3 separate regions of the Mus musculus genome follow, and regions 2 and 3 are each linked to region 1. A link is a contact called in public Hi-C and Micro-C data. All regions are on one chromosome and are shown on one strand. The core of a region is the stretch at or near the end of the contact, and the rest is flanking DNA. Distances in the headings are between cores, read along the strand shown. Region 1 holds the start of Gpr65 (G-protein coupled receptor 65). Region 2 holds the start of Cep128 (centrosomal protein 128). Region 3 holds the start of Glrx5 (glutaredoxin 5).

Region 1 (3,462 bases), core at 658-3,157:
CCACCACACGTGACTGTTTGGACCTTGCTCCTGAAGCTCGAACTCGAATCTCCATGGTTGCAAGGGAAACCCTGTATTAAGCGGACCCCCCACCCCCAAGCCCTAACGCCTCAGGTCATTATTGTTTGTACATTTTACCTTAATTTTCCATCATCCCAATGACAATATATCCTGAGATTTTCAGTTACTACTTGTTATTTACAAATTCTTGAATACTTCACAAATTCATTATTTTTATCATTCTTTTTTTTCGTTACTGCTTGTTTGTTTGTTTCTTTGCTTGCTTGCTTGCTTGCTTGCTTGCTTGTTTTTGAGCCAGAGTGTACTCTATCTATCCTGGAACTCACTGGATAGACCAGGCTAGCCTTGAACTCAGAGATCCATCTGCCCCTGCCTCCCAGATGCTGGGATTAAAGATGTGTGCCACCACAGCCGGCATATTTTTATGATTCATAAAGATATACTAAGGAATTTTCAAAAGCCTTTACATTCCTCTTCTATACCACAGTTAACTGCGGGAAGAAATGTCTCAAGTATATCATAAGAGCACTTTTTTTTTCCATCTACAAACACAGACTTGGCATATCCTGAGTAGAGCCTAAAATTAAGTTAGAATTTTCCACTCTCAATTGATTTCGTACTTATAAAATAATATCCTAGCCTTAATTTCTAATCAAAGTTTATTGGAATACAGTTTAAAAATTATGTCTAACTTTTCTCAAAAGTGGGATGTTCTAGAAACTAATTTCACTTTGATTTAACTACTTATAGTTTTACTTTGTTAAAGTACTGCATTAGCGTTTTAAAATAATAATCTATAGCACTCATAAACACATTTTCACATTGCATGATTATCTATTTGTCTGGTCCAGTCCCATCAGCTGCTTTTAGGAATCACTGTTTTCTATTCCCAGAGGATTACTAGAAGAGAAAGTGATTCTGTAATCAAATACTATACATCCAATCGTATTAGTTCCCCAGAAGAACAGAAAAAAGTTCTCCCAAAGTTGGCTCTCTTGACCTACTCACATCCCCGCCTAGTTTTGCTGTTAAACCACAGTAATCACCAATCCCATTCTGCCTCTTCTGCTTTATTCTTCATGAACCAGCTCACCCCACAGTGGTCCACAGTAGCCTCTCCATCCTCACACCCAGATTACTCATCCTGTCTCATTCATGAGCATCTAGAACCGTCTACCTCTGCTTCTGGGGCATCCAGGGTGTCAGCGAATATAGCCCTCTCTTACATGGGGCTATGCTCATTTCCACGGAATAGTCAGGACCTGTGTAGATGCCTGCACAGTCAATCTAACGGCAGATGCAGGAACAGGATGAAGATGATGTAAAGGATTGAATGGTTGCAATGTTAAGAACAGCATCAAATTCAGAGGGTGTAGAGATGAAAATCTGGGGAAGAGTGCTTGCTGCACAGTATGAGGACCTGGGCTGAGATCCTAGTGCTCAAGTTAAAAGCTATGCATAACTAATGCGGATGCTGAGAGCCCCAACACAGTGGACAAGCTGAGACAGGAAGATCACTGGAGCTTGCTAGCCACCAGTCCAGTTCCAGGATCAGTAAGAGGCCCTGTGCAGAGGCATAAGGCAGAGAAAGGCAAACAGGACAGGTTCCTGGTTTCCAAAAGAGTGCATACTGGTGACACAGCTGCATACACATGTGTGCATACATCAGACACATACATATGCATGAAATAGGCATACATATAAGTATTCATTTATAATTAAGATACAAAAAGAATGGGTTATGAAAATCACATGACAGTAAATGACCCAAACATCGCTTAAAAGTACAGAAGGATCCTTGAACTCAGACAAAGTAAGCCTTCTCATTAAAAGGCTGCTTCCTCATTGGCTTATGACAAAATACGAGCGCAATTTCCTGTCCCCACAACACTGCTGGTTTCTCTTCTTGATACAAGCAGATTTGCCAGCCTCCTCAGTCAAGAGAAGCATCCCTCCAGAAACAGGGGTGAGTATGAGATTAAAACCTAGAACAAGATTTCAAAGTAGATAGTATACTTTTTAGCATAATGATCAACAATGTAACATTTCCTCTGGTTTGGGCTTTGTGAGTGTAACAAGATCAAGTTTTGTGAGAGAGATGCAAATGAGGAAGACACATGGTTTCTTCTACTTTGAGCAGTGGTATGGGGATGTCAGAACTCAAACTTAGAACTGGTTAGGTGATGATATAGGTATAACAAAGGGGACCATGTGTGCTCAGCGCTCTCCTCGGGATGCAGTGTGTTGGCAAACTGATGGTTTAGAAAGAATCTCTACCATCCTGGACAGGAAAGCTACCTGCTATTATCTCCCCACCAGTGCACGAGTCTAGGAATAGCTTTTACATTCATCGGAAATCATGTGAGGTTAGAAAATTGTGTTTCCAGCATCATTAAGCATCCGTTGTAACTAATTGTTAACAAATAACTGTCATAGTACCGGAGACATGTGGAGACCTGATAGGCAGCAAGCATGCTTTAGGTGAAAGTGTTTCTGTAATGCTGTATGCAAGCAATTTGCTTTTAGCTATCGTCATCAATTATTCATATTACTTTTAGAGCTACACCATAGATTGTCTTTTTCGCGCTTCGTAAAATTGAAACTTAGATCATTTGTATTTTGAGGGAGGGTGGCAAAAATTCTCAAAATTTCACTAAAGCATCCTAAATAATATTTGGAAAGATACGGGAATAATATGTTCTGTATATCCTTTTTTTAGATGCATTTTTCATTGACTTAACTAGAGCTATCTGCAATGCTGGCTTGGCATCACAGGTACAAGATCCCTAGGCTAGCCTGTGATGTGCTTGCCGGACAGTCAAGGATGACTTCCTTTTAGGAAATCTGTGGGGCAGCGGAAGGAAAAGCAGTACACTGCAGACGCTAACATATGGTGAAGGCTTTGCCTGTGCTCCCCTCTTGGCCCCACAGGGCATCTCATTTAATTCTCACAGCAACCCCATGGCCTGAGCACTAACTTACAGGAGAGGAAACAAACTTAGAAAAACCACAGATTCTTCCCCCCCTCCCGCCCCCCTAAGAACTTTGAGAACCTTTCCAAAAGCAACCACAAGCACATACTGCTGCCCCTGTTACTCAACAGACACGATGCTATCTGCTTCATCAAGCTCCCCTGGCTGGTTGGTGGCTGGCTGCTCTCAGCAAGGCAGGAAGTACTTTTATAGCTAAAACAGGAATTTATCCTGTTGAGAACTCTAAAACCTCACTAAAATAATTTTCTCTGTCTTTGCTTTTGTAGAAACAAACATGTACTCGCTTAGTAACACACCACTGCCTGCCCTTCCATTCTTAGTCCTATCTCAAGAGAGGAGACCTTTATAGCCTAGGTGTTTTCCCCTAGGGTGTATAAGTCTACCCAGTGGTGTGATGCTGACATTCATCAGAGCCCCCTCCTTAGCAGCTTATGCAGGTCCTTCCCTT
Region 2 (3,462 bases), core at 514-3,013, 6.9 Mb before region 1:
GTAGAAAGGATTCTCAACACTTTATGGCTACTTCTAAAACTGTAAGGACCCTTAGAAAAATCATCTAACAAAGCCGATATCTGTATACTTCAATAAGCATTCCAAGAAGGGTATTCTGGGAAAAGAAAAGAGATGTGAGACTAGGAGATGTTCAAGAGGCCAGTTAAGCAAAGGCTTACTACACACTTATCTAACAAAGCAGCCTTCATCACATGACGAGCCCTAGGCACGATGAAATTTCTCTACGTTAGTGGTTCTCAGCCTTCCTAATGCCACGACCCTTCAATACAGTTCCTCATGTCATGGGTTGGTCCTCCAACCATAAAATTATCTGTGTTGCTACTTCATACCTGTGGTTTTGCTCCAGTCATGAATTATAATTTCAATACCTGTGCTTTGCAATGGTCTAAGGTGACCCCTGTGAAAGGGTCATGTGATTCCCCATGCTGACGCGACTGGCAGGTTGAGAACCACTGCCCTATACCAAGCTACAGCTGTCAAAGTTCATCTTCTCTCTTGCCTGTCCAGTGCAGCAGTTATATGGCTATGACAATAGAAACCTGGCCAGCTCAAATTGATACACACTATGAATATGAAATATCAGTATATGCCAGATTCTGAACATCCTATACCATTATCAAAAAACATAAGGCCCTGGTAGTACCAGAAGCCTCTGCTCTCTGCACGTGGAGGATGAGGCAGGTAGATCTCTGCAATGTCTAGACCTGTCTGGGCTACACTGTGAGTTCCAGGTCAACCAGTGCCACACAGTGGAACCCTATCTATAAATAAATAAATAAATAAATAAGCAAACAAACAAACAACACAAAAGTTTCATATTTGCTACTTGTATATTTACGTGAAGTAAAATATACTTCAGTACATTTTATGCCCTGGGCCAAATAAATTAAGATTAGTCTCAGAAGTTTCCTTTTACTTTTATTGTAATACAGGTACTATAAAACTAAAAACCACTTGAACGGTTCGTATGCTATTTCTGTTAGACGCAGGAAGTTTTAGGAAGAAGTAACGAGAATTTGCTAGGTGCTAGGCACTGTGCCAAATGCTTTGCATAATCCTAACAAGGACGCTACAACATCGAGCTTTGCCTAACAGACCCACTCCCTTAAACCAACCCTGACTGGCAGCTGGGATTCAAAGTTTGGTATTTTTATTAATTAATTCCAAAAGGGGGCGACTAACCACTATGACCCCGGGCATCTCCTTACTTAGCAGAGGAAAATCGAGTGACGAAAGGACAGAGATATGCACCAATTATACCCCTGGGGCAGTCAAAACCAATGTCAGACAGCTTGAAGCGCCTAGGAGGGAGCCCTGGGCAAGCTGCTCCAAAGCCAGGACAAGGCGCGTTGAGTGAGGTGGCCAGGACCTGACCGTGGACGAGCTGCTGAGGGATGCAAACACGCCATGACCCCCACGTCACCAAACACTGCACCCACACTCCCGGTCCACCCCGCGTACCCGTGCAGATCTTGTGTCTCCACCCTAGGACAAGGGGAAGTGGGACGCAAATGTCTCTGCAGGGGGAAATGAGAGAAAGGACAAGAGAACAGAGAAGGGCAGGTACCTTAGACCCAAGGTGACTCCAAGTTCTTAACGCCGGATCATCACCGAGGCCCCACCCGGCTCCCGCGGCTACCAGCGACCCCGAAGGTGCAACTGACCCAACGCTGCCTCGCAACCGACTCCGCTCACCCGGGACTTGCAGCTATGGCAACTTGAACTAGCCGCCCAGGCACCGCTAGAGCACAAGACGCGCCGCCGCCGCCTGGCCCTCTGGGAGCTGTAGTCCATCCCACACTCCAGAGCAGGGAGATGTAGCAAGAAATAACAGGAAATGACAGGAGATAAACTGCAAGTCCCAGCATGCTCTGAGCAGGGCCTCTACTTGCCTTTCCCGGAAGAAACTGGCTAAGCGGTCTTTACAGACCTGGAGCCCTGCCTTCTTTTCCCGCACTAATTTTGTTTTTTTTAAGGGCCAGTAGCCTGTGAAGCCGCAAACTCCTGCTCGAAAGTGAATTCAAATGTCTCGCGACACTGAGTGTAATTTTACTTATTAGGACACATCAAAGGATAAAAGCCAACAGTGAGATTTTAAAATCGCTTTAACGTCCTATTCTAATGGCTTAAGGCTTGGAGGGGAGTAAACAAGTTTATCAAGTGAAACACTCTCTGCCTGGAGTGACTAAGATCTCACCTCTCCTCCCTGGCAAACTACAAATGCAATATGAGGTAGTATGTTCCTTACTAGCTTGTTATGTCCTCACAAGAAAATGAAAGAAGTGTTTTCTGCTCGGGGGGGTGGGGGGGGGAGTCAGTTTCAGCTATAATGAGAGAATTAAAACCTTAAGGAAGGAGAGCTTTGAGAAAAACTAAGAAGTGAAAAATAATTAGGCACCTTTCTTTTCCTTCTACTCTGTCAAAGAGAGAGAGAGAGAGAGAGAGAGAGAGAGAGAGAGACTCGATCCTCCCCAAAGCTAGAATTAAATTTTATCTGATCTATGAAGGTTTTCCTGAAGCCTAAAAAACAGTTATCAATGCTTCTTAACCTGTGAGTAGCGACCTTCAGAAAACACATATTTCTGATGGTCATAGGAATTGAGAAACCACTCCATAGCAAAATTACAGTTTTGAAGTGGCAATGAAAATAAATTGATGGTTGGGGATTCCTAACACCATTGGAAATATATGTTTTCTGATGGTGACGCACAGGTTGAGAACTGCTGATCATTGTATAATCTAGGTTTTCTATTGTGGACATTTTATGTTAGAATCATGAATTACCCACTTAATCTTCCCACTTAGGGATTGAAACAAATGGATCTGACCTTTTAAAATATCTCCTTCCCCCCAAAGTCCCCACCCTGCTCACTTAAAGGCTTTTCCTATCAAGTTTAAGCATAAATTTTTCTAAAGATTTACCTAAGTAATTGCATCCACAATTGTGCCTCTCCAAGACACTACAGCTGACACAGAGAGCAACTTAATTCAGAACAACCATACCAGCAATGCCTGCAGAGGCATAATGGCTCTGTTCGTTAATAGCTAAGTTTCACAAGATAATTTTATTCAGTTTAGCAAATATGAATATTGAATCATCTTAGGATTCTGTCTTCTAGAGAGAAGACACAGGGGTAATGAAGAGATTTAAAAGTACCATTGTTTTGCTTCAGTTGCTTAGAGCCAATGGAAGGAGATGAATGGAAGCAATTCATGACAGTGGTGGAGGGGAGACCACTGCCACAGGATCTATGTAGAAACACAAGAGAAACCCTTCCTTAGGAAAGTATATCTGATCAACTGCCAAAAATGTATTACCCAAATGCTAGAATAACTTTGGTTATACGTGAGTGCATTACATTAGTAAAAATTAATTGTTAATAATATTGTTGTCCAGCTGTGTGTGTTCAGTTCTATTGACTCCGTTTTAAAGTGATATTG
Region 3 (3,462 bases), core at 380-2,879, 6.8 Mb after region 1:
GCTCACTCTGTGTGAACTCTGATTTTTTACATTCACTCCCCGGGTGCAAACAGACCACCTCCGGCAACACGCTTAGTCGCTCGAGGTTTTGTGGCAGTACTTAGTGTCCAACAGAAACCGCTCCGTCTGCTAAACAATATCTTGACTGCCAAGCTTCTCTGACTGTTGGTGGATCGACAATGACACGGCACAGCCATTATCACCGTGGCAACAGTACCCAGGCCCTATCAGAGGAAAATTGCACATGGGCCTGCTGCCTCTCGAGCAGGCATGCCTCAGCTTCCTCTGTTGTCTGCTTTCTCTGCAAGTCTGGTGTGCTCTAGGGTACCGCTAACCCAGCGCAGGGCCAAGACTGCAGATTAGATAGTGGGCTGCGGAGGCCTGCTGGCCAGGATCTGGATCTGCGTACTACCGGCGGGAGAACTGACCACACCCGGGGCTCTGTTCTAGGGGGAAGTCCATGTAAAAAAACGACGCGCCTGCCCACTCTTCTGCACCATCCCCAGCAGATGTGCAAGCAAGCACTCTACCCTGGGGCCATCATCATCTACACCGGAATTCACTAAGAGAATACTCTCTTTTATTACTGTCTGTGTGCATGTGACGGGGTGGAACTCTGGACGTCGCTTACACTAGGAAAACGACTTCCTACTGAGCTACATCCTCACCCTCCGTTTTCCCTCTTAAAAAGGGTCCTGCTGTACGGCCCGGGCTGACTCGGGCTTATTTAGAACTCCTGAGTTCAACTGATCCTCCTGCCTCAGCCTCTTAAGAGGCAAGGCAACGTTGCAGACAATGGCCACAGGGCCCGGCAACCCACCAATTCCCTTGTTCTTTCAATCCTTCCCGACCCCAGTAGTCACCGAGACCCCAAAGCCAGCCGTCCCACGGCTAGAGCACTTTACACGTTTCTACGAGAAGAGCATCATTCTAGAGGCCAGGGAGAGGGCTCAGCGTGCCAAGGGACTTACCCTGCAAGCTAGAGTTCCATCCCCGGACCCTTTATAAAAGTCGTCTTCTGAAGATGCATGCACGCAGATCATACATACACAATACTTATAGTTTTATGCTAAAAAAAAAAAAAACCTCATTCTGGAGGAAGAATCCCACGGGAGGCCGCAGGACACGGCTTGGATGTCCATGTGCATGGCGGGTCGGAGGCTGGAGCCCCGGGCAGACCAGGACACGCCAGGTTCGCGGCTGGCCTCAGCCGGTGAGGCATGGAAGGCCACCTCCTCTCTGGTGCACGCCATCGCAGGACTACCGGCCGCGTTACCGTAGCAATCACCGCAAAAGGAACCGGAAGCTGCGTCTGGACGTGACTCCTTCCCGGCGTGCCGCGGGCGGCAGAAGCCCCGCCTCGCGCCTGCCCTATCATCTTGGCGTATCCGGCCAGGCCTCGAACGCCCGCACGAGGAAAGCCGGCTTCCTCTAGTCACGCCTCTTCATGCCCTTCACCGACGGACGTCCGATTTGTCCAATCAACACGCAAAGCGGTCGTCCTCGCTCACTAGCAAGCCTGTAGGACGCGGCTCCCAGGGAAGGCCCACCCTACGGTGTAAGCGATGTGATTGGTGGAATTGAGCCAGTATTGTCCAATCACGAGACTCATCCCAGAGCTTGTCCAATGAGAGCCTCTGGTGGGCCGGCCGGACACCACGGGCTCTGTAAGCCCTGGAGTGGCCGCAGAGGCGGTGGACAGCGAGCGGGCATGAGCGCGTCCCTGAGCCGGGCGGCGGCGGCTCTGCTGCGCTGGGGGCGAAGCGCTGGTGGCGGTGGCCTGCCCGGAGCCGGCGTGCGGGCGGCGAGCTCGGGCGGCCAGGCGGAGCAGCTGGACGCGCTGGTGAAGAAGGACAAGGTGGTGGTGTTCCTCAAGGGGACGCCCGAGCAGCCCCAGTGCGGCTTCAGCAACGCCGTGGTGCAGATTCTGCGGCTGCACGGTGTTCGCGACTATGCGGCCTACAACGTGCTGGACGACCCGGAGCTGAGGCAAGGTCAGGCCCGTGGGATCCGATTGCGAGGGCGCGGTGAACTTGAGCAGATCCCGAGGAGCAAGGGCCTTCCCTGGTTGTGTAGCCACATGGGCGGAGGGTTCGCCTCGGCCCACCTCGGGGCGAGATGTTTCTGACTGCATAGGAGAGGGGGTAGTCGGCATCATGATCCCCTCTGAGCAGGTCGACTGGGGAGTGGCTGGCTGAGAGGGGGACTCACTGCGAATACCCTTGGGGACAATTTGAGGGCTTGGAAGCCAGCAGCGTACTTGCTAGGTGAGGGACTGATGCTACTACGTATGTAGGGAAGAGGTTTCAGGCTTGCCTGTGTGTGCCTAACGAGGTCAGAGGCTGACTAATAATGTTTAAGGCCCCGAGGGTCAGGGACTGTCTTCTTGCTGGAGAGAAGGTTTCACCATAGTCTAGCCGGACTCACGTTGGGAAAGACACGAAGTTTGTTTTTTAGATACTGTAGCATCAAAGAACAGTGTGTGGAGACTAAGACATGGTAGAGGCTCAGCGGAAAGAGGAAGCCACTAAGAAAACTTCTGACCCCCGACCAGATTAGCAAACTGCGGCCAGGTTGGGCCCAAAGGGCAGAGAGCAGAACAGCTTTTTACTGGCCCCAAGGCAAAGCGACTGCGTCCTGACGTCTAGTTGGAATCCTTTATACACAGTACCAGGCAGGCGCCTTTCTCTCCGTCTTGTGCTTGCTGTGAGCGAGGAAGAGAAAGGCCAGGGATTTGGTTCTGATTCTTGGCAAGAATCGGTCAAGGTGGGCCGGGTAATGGGAAAGCTGCCCCCTCCCCGCACCCTGCTCCTCCTTCAGTGGAATCCGGGGAACCCTGTATTCAAGTAGCCCCCCCCCCCCCATCTTACTGATTTAGTGCTCTGGGTTGGTCACTGTGCTGAGAGGAGACTTGTCTGTGTTAGAATGGAGTATGCAACATTTGCAATTACTGATTATAGTTGTTCGTCGTATGGTCATTCTTCTTGATGAGGCTGGGGCCGTGGAGAGCAGGTTTGGCTTGGAATCATCTGTGGTGGGTCTGCAGCACAGCCTACTGTAATACTACTTCATTATACTGCCTTCTCAGTATAATGAAGATTATGACACCGAACCTGGCAGAGTCCACGAGGAAACGAGAGAAAATAAGAATTACAGCCGGGTATAGTAACTCACTTCCATAACCCAGCTCTCTTCAGGCGGAGGCAGGGGGACCACCAGTTCAAAGTCAGGCTGCACTGCATTGTGGGAACCCCCCACCCCCTTCTCTACTGTATATAATAATGTCATCCTCTCTGGCACAGAAGGCACCCACCACGTGGCAGCAACTTTATTATTGAATCTGATGGCTTCCAAAGCACTTTTCCTCCATGTTGTTAAGTGGCTAACCCCACACTTGTTCCCTGTGATAGTGTTGATGGGCGGTAAAGCAGAGAAAGGGAGGCGAGGTAATGAGTGCTAACA

What was found. Hi-C and Micro-C count contacts between places; a contact is called where the count stands out from the background.
Region 2: a Hi-C map of B cells shows a contact between it and region 1, with 5 read pairs. The contact joins the promoter of Cep128 here to the promoter of Gpr65 in region 1. A contact is called at or near these places in 1 of 39 promoter capture datasets (pre-B cells) and 2 of 484 Hi-C or Micro-C datasets (B cells and LSK cells).
Region 3: a Micro-C map of the G1E-ER4 cell line shows a contact between it and region 1, with 6 times the contacts expected there. The contact joins the promoter of Glrx5 here to the promoter of Gpr65 in region 1. A contact is called at or near these places in 2 of 484 Hi-C or Micro-C datasets (B cells and the G1E-ER4 cell line).

The regions. Positions count from the first base shown.
Region 1 is chr12:98,266,728-98,270,189 of GRCm38.p6, forward strand. Gpr65 (G-protein coupled receptor 65) reads left to right here and starts at 1,908. Exons shown (of 2, transcript NM_008152.3): 1 at 1,908-1,987.
Region 2 is chr12:91,382,646-91,386,107 of GRCm38.p6, forward strand. Cep128 (centrosomal protein 128) reads right to left here and starts at 1,764. Exons shown (of 26, transcript NM_181815.3): 1 at 1,589-1,764.
Region 3 is chr12:105,030,989-105,034,450 of GRCm38.p6, forward strand. Glrx5 (glutaredoxin 5) reads left to right here and starts at 1,630. Exons shown (of 2, transcript NM_028419.3): 1 at 1,630-1,994. The coding sequence starts at 1,712. Snhg10 (small nucleolar RNA host gene 10) reads right to left here and starts at 1,291. Exons shown (of 2, transcript NR_003145.3): 1 at 972-1,291. Gm46374 (a long non-coding RNA gene) reads right to left here. Exons shown (of 3, transcript XR_003950254.1): 2 at 2,871-3,113; 3 at 1,990-2,704. Mir3069 (microRNA 3069) reads right to left here and starts at 153; the gene lies at 89-153. It also overlaps Scarna13.